Regions from separate parts of the Rattus norvegicus genome. Here region 2 is linked to region 1. Evidence: chromatin contacts called from public Hi-C data. All regions are on one chromosome and are shown on one strand. Each heading gives the region's core, a stretch centred on a gene start, on an enhancer-like site or on the middle of the called end of the contact. The rest is flanking DNA. Distances are from core to core; before and after follow the strand shown. Region 1 holds the start of Lgals8 (galectin 8). Region 2 overlaps Actn2 (actinin alpha 2).

What was found. Hi-C and Micro-C count contacts between places; a contact is called where the count stands out from the background.
Region 2: a contact with region 1 is called in a Hi-C map of liver, with 2.5 times the contacts expected there. The contact joins the enhancer-like site here to the promoter of Lgals8 in region 1. A contact is called at or near these places in 2 of 12 Hi-C or Micro-C datasets (both in liver).

The regions. Positions count from the first base shown.
Region 1 is chr17:62,718,025-62,722,689 of GRCr8, reverse strand. Lgals8 (galectin 8) reads right to left here and starts at 2,837. Exons shown (of 10, transcript NM_053862.2): 1 at 2,799-2,837; 2 at 754-896. The coding sequence starts at 795.
Region 2 is chr17:62,886,777-62,891,441 of GRCr8, reverse strand. Actn2 (actinin alpha 2) reads right to left here. Exons shown (of 21, transcript NM_001170325.1): 13 at 1,209-1,317. Among named protein-coding and RNA genes, the nearest start is that of Trnas-aga47, 5.8 kb to the right of the region's middle. Within about 2 kb of position 2,376, at least 12 of the 93 cell types and tissues checked have an H3K27ac peak or open chromatin away from gene starts, as enhancers often do. A contact at or near this core is called in liver, where this site is marked.

The DNA.
Region 1 (4,665 bases), core at 1,588-4,087:
ATGAATGGACAGGGAATGGGTGGATGGACAGTGTGGCCTAGTGCTATAATATGCCCAAATCATGAAGCCATACGTTCTATCCTCTATACAATAGATGGATGGACAGACAGACAGGTGAAAGAAGGATGAGGCCAGTATAACAGCCCAGCACGTAAAGGTGCCTCCTGCCAAATCTGACCACCTGAGTTCAACTTTCAGACCCAAATGGTAGAATAGAACTCCCCAAAAGTTGTCCCCAGACCTTTCCTTCATGTGTGTGTTGTGGCATCAAGGTTTATGCGCATGCGCACACACACATACACACACACACACACACACACACACACACACACACACACACCACAGTAAATAAAAATGTTATAAAAACGAAGGGAAGACTAGGAGAAGCTGGGAAAATGGTTCAACTGTCAGAAACCGCACTGGCAATTCACAATTGTCTGTAACTCCAGTTCCACTCACACAGAGACACACGTGCAGGCAAACAACCAATGCCCATAAAAATAAATCATTAAAATTGTTTAAAAAGAAGGGAAAACTATGTAGAATAAGAAATGCATTTTCCTTTGAAAGTTATGTTTTTAAGGTCTGAGCCAGCACCTGTCACAGTATCAGTCTCCCAGCTGGAATGCCCTGAGTGCTAACTTAATCGTGTTCATGCCTGGCCCTGGTTGAACTTTAGAACCTGAGTGTACTCGCTGTCAATCCTACTACAGGCAAAAAAACCCCAAAACTTTGCTAAAAATCTGTTATTACCGGGTTATAGATGATATTTTGTAGATTGCTTAAGGACAACATTTTTCTTCTTCAACTTATTGATATTGTTGACTGGAGTCTCTCTTCCGTATATGGGCTTTACCCACTCTTCATTTAAGGATTACTCAAAGTAATAACTTGTCCTGTGTAAAAGAAGAACCGTGCACAGTTTCTCTTCACATCAAACTTTCCTATGTCAATTAAATTCCTTTACTGATGGTTACCAGACAACAGTGAGTATTACCAAAGACCTACCATATATTCTTAATAATGTATTTATACATAAAAGAGCCACCAAAGAGTGGAACTAATTAAAAGGATAGAGAGGTATGGCCTTGTTGGGAAAACTGTGTCACTGGAGGTGGGACCAAGCCAGGTCCAGTGTCTCTCCCTTCCCGCTGCCTGGGAATCCAAATGTAGAACTTTCAGCTACGTCTCCAGCACCATGTCTGCCTGCATCCCACATGCTCCCCAGTCGTGACGACCATAGACCCAAACCTCTGAAACTATAAGCACGCTCCAATTAAATGCTTTCCTCTACAAGTGTTCCTTTATATGTTTCCATTATGGTGTCTTCACAGCAGTAGAACAGAGGCTAAGGCATCCTGTCAAGATCATTTTTAAGGGCTAAAGGCACAGATTGAATAGAGAGCTTGCCTAGTGTGATGAGGCCCCAGGTTCTATGCCAGCACCGCAAAACCAACAAGTCAAAAGCAGTAAATACAAATAAAATACAAACTAGAAGGTCAGTGGCCATTTGCTTGAGCTCAGTATGCCTGAAACCCTGGGTTCAATCCTCAACACCTAACAAAAGGTGGGGAAAGGGTTTGGAGGTGTGGCTCAGTGGTAGAGAACTTGTCTAACAAGCTCAAGGTCCTGGGTTCAGTCCCTAACACACAAGACACAGACCCCTAAACTAAAACAATGGCAAATATCACTCGAGCAGTGCTTTGACAACAGTCATTTAACTTTTCCTATTTGAGTAGGAATCACACGGTGGGGCTGTCCTGAGGATTAAACTAGTTTACATAGTAGAAAATAGCTCAGTATGTGTCAGCTGTTACTAACAGAAGACGTTGGTTTTCTTCAGCCAGCCAAATTAAATAAGTTGAGGGTGGGGTGGGGGCGGCATAGTTACTCCTCTGAATACTAGAAGCACTGTTCTGCATCCGCCTGGTTTTTAAAAGAGTGCATGCTTTGCACTTTCGCAGTGTCCTTACTACCTCTAGGCTTGATGGCTCAAACCAGAACCAGGCCAGAAAATGAAACTAGAGTTTCCTGTGGTTTACTTCCTACAATTCCTTCAGGCTGTTAACAATAGGCACTCGCTGAATCGCTTTTATACCGGAGAACAGAAAATTACATCTCTCTTGGTTACACCCCTAAAGACCACCCTAGGCCCCTACCTAGCATCTGTCATTAACTCATTTTAGTCAAATCCTTTGAACCTTTCATTCTGTTCTGTGCAATTCAGGAAGCACGAACACGAGCAAAAAGGAGACAAGAATTGCCATTACCACATCCATAATTGATAGCTTGCCTAGAGAGAGATCAAGATGACCTAGGCTGGCATTAAATAACTAGTCTCCGAAGTCTCCAGGCATGTCTCACCGTCACAGCCACAACAAGCTATGACTTAGGTTTTAGGACGATCCCCAACCCAGAGAAATTGCGTTTCCCCGTGTTTAACGTTGGCATCGAATGACTCAGCAGCCTAAAGTGCGTGTCTAGAATCGCGCAGTGTGACAGAGCTGTCAATCACCTGTCCCCGGGCCTGTCATTCTTGGGGATCCAGGTGATGCTCGCCTTTCCACGGCAGGGGAGCCGCCCGGCGAAGAGCCCTCACCCGTGGCAGGTAGCGTTGTCCCAACAATACGGTCCGATTACAAGCCTCAACCCACGACCGCTCCCGGTGTCTGGTGGCCCGTGCGCGTGTCACGAAGGGGACGGCGGGACGCCGTGTCCACACTCGAACCTCCCTTCGGATTCCAATCCGGGAACAGTGATATCCCGATGCCCCTGAGCCCGCAGTCGCCAGGACTCACCCCAGCCAGGTGGTAGTAGGTGCTGCGCTCCGACGTGTGTCCTCTGTCGGACGCCGTCCGGGTTCCCGGAGCGGCTACAGGCCGAGGGCGGGGTCAGCCTGCAGCCGTTTCCGTGCGAACGACTGCAGGGGCGGGGCGTCCGAACGCTGGGAGTTGGGGCTGTTAGGCTCTTCCTGTCACCCACGCAAACTACTGGCTGGCTGCGGGAGTGGGTGTCTAGGCTTGGGGTATGGCTCACCTCACGTGCTGGAAGCACCCAGGTTGATTTCCATCCCCCAGCTCTGCACAAATCGGTCGGGGTGCACCCAGCCCTTGCGATGTGGAGGCAGGAGTATTATAAATTCAATGTCATACTAGAGAATTTAAGGCATTCTCGGTTACTCTGGGTCAGACACACCATCTCAAGGGTGGTGTTAAAAAAACATTTAAAGAGTAATCGTGGCGAATGCTTCCTTAGGAAACAGTTTAGATACTGCGGTGCTCTGTTCTGAGCAAAGTAGATAGATAGATGGTCAGTAAGCACTTAGCTGCATAGTCAGAGGCCTGCACGACTGACCGTTTGCCCCGTTATTGTTCAAACAAATACAAGTAAGGCTGTACGGCACTGAGAACGGCTGGCCAAGCTGCTTAGTTTAGATGTACTAACGGCCTCAAGGTTATGCTCTTCTCTGGATACTGCCCATGTTTGTTTTTAAAGGACATGTTTGACATAGCCATTTGGTCTTTTGGCTGGTTTGTGTTTTATTTATTTTGAACTTGGATTTTTTTTTTTACAAGCTTCTTAGCAGCAACTTCATGTTTGATTCGTTGTTACTTTTTCTCCTTTTGTCCATTCTAAATTTGATTCACTCCAAGAGTCTACCCAAATAGCTGGAGTTAACCCTTGATATACGTTGCTTTAGCTCTGTTGTTATTATTAGATGTGGTGGGCTTCTCACTACACTTTCTGGGGTTTGTAAGTTGAGATAGGGTGTGGAGAGTTTTGGAGGCCACTTCTAGAAACTTGACAGGAATTTGACCTTGGGCTGGGATGTGGAAGTAAGCTCAGGTAGGAATCTGATTTGGGGCTAAAACAAAGAAGTAGGCTTCAGGCAAGAACTTGACTTTGGGCTAGGACAGAGAAGTAGGCTCAGATATCTCGGTCATCCTGGTAAACCCCTAGAAACAGTGATCACAGGACTTTGCTTATTACCTTGTTTGTTCCTTGGCCCAGAACTGATCTTATTATTTAGCATGTACTAAAAGTGGTGTGAAAGCAGACTGGAAAAGAAATAAACCAGCCTAAGCCTCAGAACTGGCTAGGGTCGTGCTACAGTGCTGTCTAGTTGTCTTTTTTCTTTTAATCCTCATGCCCTACCCAGAGAACCTGTTGACTGGCTGAGCTGGTTTGGTCAATAGGGAATTTGCCTTACACATTCCCAACACCTAATGTAATGCCTCTAAAGAAAGGTTCCTAAGGATTGGGTTGAATGCTACATTACTTGAAAGTGAAGAACAGTTGAATATCTTCAGTTTGGCCTGAGTTGACCTGCTTCTTTACAAAGTTAAAATAAGATAAATTCCCCTCGGTGCTGGATGCATTCCAAGTTGTGGGAATAGCTAGTACAAAGTCCTGGGGCTCCTGAAAGCAACAGTGTGCTCTGAAAATAAAGATCAACATGCTGGGTCTGATGGGAGGTCCCTTAGGAGCACAGATAGAATGGGAAAACAGACTTGGCCAGGAAGAAAAGAAAGAAAGAGAAAGGAAGAAAGAAGAGAGAGGGAGAGAGAGGGAGAGGGAGAGAGAGGGAGAGAGAGAGAGAGAGAGAGAGAGAGAGAGAGAGAGAGAAAGGGGGAGAGAGAGAGAGATATCAAATTTAGAGACATG
Region 2 (4,665 bases), core at 1,127-3,626, 170 kb before region 1:
TCTCCGAGAGACTCTGTGTTTGCTTAGTTTTGGTGCTGGGGATGGAGCCCAAGCCTCAGTTATGAAAGTGTCTGACCTCTGAGCGTAGTCCCTTGGGAGCCCTTTGAATTAAAGAAAAATTTAATGCCACTCAGAGCAACCTCACATTTAAAGTACCTGAAGAACTCCCCTTGAAAATTCACACAGATATACAACTTCCTCCTGCTAAAGCACTTATTTTTATTTATTGAGACAAAGTCCCAGGTTTGTCTAAACTTTTCCTTTTCTTTTTTCTTTCTCTTTCTTTTTCTTTTTTTTTGAGAGAAGGTCTCACATAGTCTTGGCTATCCTGGAACTCACCATGTAGACCAGGCTGCCTCAGACGAGATCTGCCAGCCTCTGCCTCCCACACGCTAGGATTAAAAAGAGTGTGCCACAGTGCTCAGCTTTGCCTTGAACTTTCTACACAGCTAAGGATGGCCTTGAACTTCTGATCCTTCTGCTTCTACCTCCTGAGTTTCGATTAGTCACTGATGACCACAGCAGTTTTATGGGGTTCTAGGAAGTGAACCTAGGCCCTGTGTGTACAAGACAAGCACTTTACCAACCTAGCATTTTTTTTTCTTCCACATCTGTTACCATTCCCCAGGTACCCACCTCAAGTTGGGCCTGATACCCTGAGTCAGCTTTTGGCCCCGAAGAACTTTAGTAGGGGTATAGAGGTATGGCTTGGTGGTTAAGAGTTCAAGACTGTTCTTCCAGAGGACCTGAGCTGAATTCCCAGCACACGCTCGATGGCTCACAACCATCTGTAACTCCAGGTCCAGGAGATAGGATGCCTTCCCCTGTTCTGCAAAGGTGCCAGGCACAGGAGTGGTACACAGGCACGCACGCACGCAGGCAAAATGCTCACATACATAAAAGACGAAAGTGGTCAAAATTTTTTCAAAAGGGCTTTTGGGAAATTTACCGTGATTGCTACTGAACAAACAGGGCTCAGATGTCAATCATTTTAAAATTGAAAAGTGTGTTTGCTTCTAACTTGTTACAGTGCAGAGGTACCAGCCTCCCTTGGCCCCGTGGCTCCCACTTTCCACATTCTTCTATTTCCTGGATAATGTTTGGCTGTCTCCACATGAGGTCATGGAGAAACACAATTAACGTCACTGATTTAATTATGGAGCCTCTCATAGGACTTTTCAAGGCAAGAAGAGCTTCAAGGTTTTTACCTCCAAGGCCTCCCTCCTCTTCTGGGTGAGCGTCCCCAATCTATCCCACTGGTCGCAAATTTTCTGGCAACGATCATTGACGTTCACAGCATCGTGGTAGTCCAGTTCACTATGGAAAGCAAGAAATAAAGGTTAATTCTTCCAGATGGTGTGTGTGTGTGCGCGCGGGCACTTGTAGAGGTCAGAAGAGGACGATGGATCACCTGGAGCTGGGGTTATAGGCAGTTGTGAGCTGCCTGATGTGGATTCTGGGAACTGAACCTGTGTCCTCAGCAGGGTAGGTCATGAAGCACTCTTAGCCTCTGAGTCATCTCCCCTGGATCTGTGTTGGGGTTTTCAACATGGGTTCTGGGTGATTGAATGTATGTCCTCAACTGGCGGCCATCTCCCATTATCCAGTACTTGCCCCATGCCTTTCTCTTTTAAAGACCTGATAGAAAACCAGGAGGGAGGCTAGTGAGATGGCTCAACCACTGAGGGAACCTGCCACCAATTTGACGGCATGAATTCGATCCCTAATATTGTCTTCTGACCTCCACAGATGTGCTAATGTAATTACTCCTGACCCAGACAAGGAGGTCCCTGGGGCTCACTAGGCAGCCAGCATAGCTGAGTCATGCAAGCTCTTGCCCATCAGAAAATTATATATTTAAAAAAAATATGTGGAGGGTGACCTGCTGAAAACATCTGAGGGCGACTTCTGACCTCTGACCTCTGGCCTCTGCATCACCTCAGGAATTCCCGACCCCTAATCCCCCACATACACATACACAAAATACAAAGGTAATAGAAAACTGGTAGGGCATTTCAGGGTTTCTTGAATTGTCCCCACTGGAAATATTATCACTCAGAATAAATTATAAGCGTTAATACAAATCCTGTTAGTTAAAGGTTTTCAAAACAGCACTGTCTTCTTAATGCCCCTGGCTAGCTTTCTCTTCCTGTGTCCTCTGAGGCCTCCTGAGAGCATGATTTTTAAATGGAAACAACAAGGAGAGCCAACTATCTGACCCAGGTGGCTGGAACACTAAAATGAGTCATAGGGAAGGGGGTGTCCACTTGGCAGGGTTCTGTGTCCTTGGCTTCTCTAGAAGGACATGCAGCTTGCTGCCTACTGAGTGACTAGTCCAGGAGGGAGCTGTGACATTAGCCAGCACAGAAAGACTTCTAAAACTGGGCAGGCTGGAGCTCTTCCATTTAGGGACAATGACTCTTTGGACTATTGGATGCCTCTAGTGTGGTAGAAAGAACAAAACAAACAGAAAGTTTGGTTAAAACTTAACCTCATCTCAGGGGTAAATGCCTGGGTCCTCCTTAAAAGTGGCTACCCTACCAGGCTAAGAGGAGAGCAGGAACTGTGGCGATCAGAAGACATTTGCAGGAGGCTTCTTTGAAAACAGCCTGAGAGGAGAGAACTTTCCAGAAGTGCCCTGCTCCCCTGAAAATCATGTCCTTGAGACTTCGGTTTTATTAATTTATTAATTTATAAATGTGTGGGTGCATGGCCCCTCTGCCATTTCCTTTTTCATATACTCGCCTGCGTTTGCTGACTTTACTGTTTCTTTTGCTGAGCAGAGAAAATGTATCTGATTGTTATCTGGCTGTTCTTCCAGAACATTCTGAAAGGGGCAGAAGCTCCCTGTCACCTCGTTAGAGCTTGTCCTGTCCTTAAGAGCAACCACCAGCTATCTACAAACATGGGCTTTTCATGTAACCAAAGTTGATTTAGATCTTTATACTTGGAGTACAAACTGAAAACCAAACCCAGTACCTGCCCTGAGATGCTATACTATGCTGATTTTAAAATGGCAAGAGAGTAGATCTTTAACGTGGAAACATTAAAGAGATAAGTCTTTTCCAGAAATTTCTGGATGTTTCCATCTGATATGTCCCTTGTGGCCTGGTGTGTGAATGCTTGGTCCCTGGCTAGTTGCATGAATTTGAAGAAAGTGGAGCACTGTGGCATAAGTAAGTCACAAAGGGTGGGCCTCAGGGGGTCAGACTCAACTCGGGCTCTACTCTGGGTATGTTGGCTGTGGTGGTTTTAATATACTTGGCCCATGAGAAGTGGCACTATTAGGGAGGGTGGCCTTGTTGGACTAGGTGTGGGTGGCCTCGTTGGAGGAAGTGTGTCAGTCACTGTGTAGGTGGACTCTGAGGTCTCCTAGTGTTCAGGCTATGCCCAGTGTGGGACAGAGCCTCCTCTGGGATGCCTGCAGGAGACAATCCCCTTCTGCTACCTGCAAATGAAGATGTAGAACCCTTGGCTCCTCCAGCACCAAGTCTACCTGCCCTCTGCCTTGCTTTCTGCCATGACGATAAATGCACTAAACCTTTGAAACTGGAAGCCCCAATTAAATGTTTACCCTTACACGAGTTGCCTTGGTCACGGTGTCTCTTCCCAGCAATGAAAGCCTAACAAAGACACTGCCTAGTCTTATGTCAGCTTGACACAACCTAGAGACAACTAAGAGGAGAGAACAACCTCATTTCAATCAACGGCTCCATAAGGCTGGCCTGTGGGCAAGCCTGGAGGGCTGTCCTGGAACTCACTCTGTACATCAAGCTAGCCTCGAGCTCAGAGACTCACCTGCCTCTGCCTCTAGAGTGAGGGGATTAAAGGTGTGTACCACTACTGCCCAACATTTCTTGATTAATAATTGATATGGGAGAGCACAGTCCATTGTAGGTGGTGATTCTGGGATACATAAAACAAAAACAAAACAAAACTGAGGGCTGAAGAGATGGCTTAGCCATTAAGAGCACTTGTCACTTTTACAAAGGACCTAAGCTCAAATCCCAGCACCCACATGGTGGTTTACAACCATTCCTAACTCCATCTTCTACTCTCCATAGTTACCAAGCATGTAAGTAGTATACATACATATATACATACATACATACATACATACATACATACATACATACACACACATACATACACACATACACACACAACACTCACACAAAACACTCACACATAAAAGAAAAGATCATCCTTAAAAAAAAGAAGAAGAAAAGAAGCAAACTGAGCAAGCCAGGAGGAGCAGAACAGTAGGCAGCACTCCTCCATGGCCTCTGCTTCAGTTCCTGGATCCAGGTTTCTCCCCTGCTTAGTTTCTGCTCTGACTCTCTTTCATGATGGCCTGTTATTTCAGGACATGTATCCGGGACACATAGCTGAAATAAACTGTTTCCTTGCCAAGTTGTGTTCATCCCAGCAGTAGAAACTCCAAGATCCTAGCTCTCTCTGATTCCTGGTCTTCTCTGTCCTGACTGACTGAAATCCTCATGAAACCGTGAACAAACATCAACTTGTCCCCTCGAGCTGTTTCTGTCCAGCATTCTGGCAACATAAATGAAAAAAGTAACTAAGAAGTGAGGGAGATAGCACCCCAGGTTAAAAAATGCTTGCTATATAAGCCTGACAACCCAACTTCAATCCCAGAACCCACGT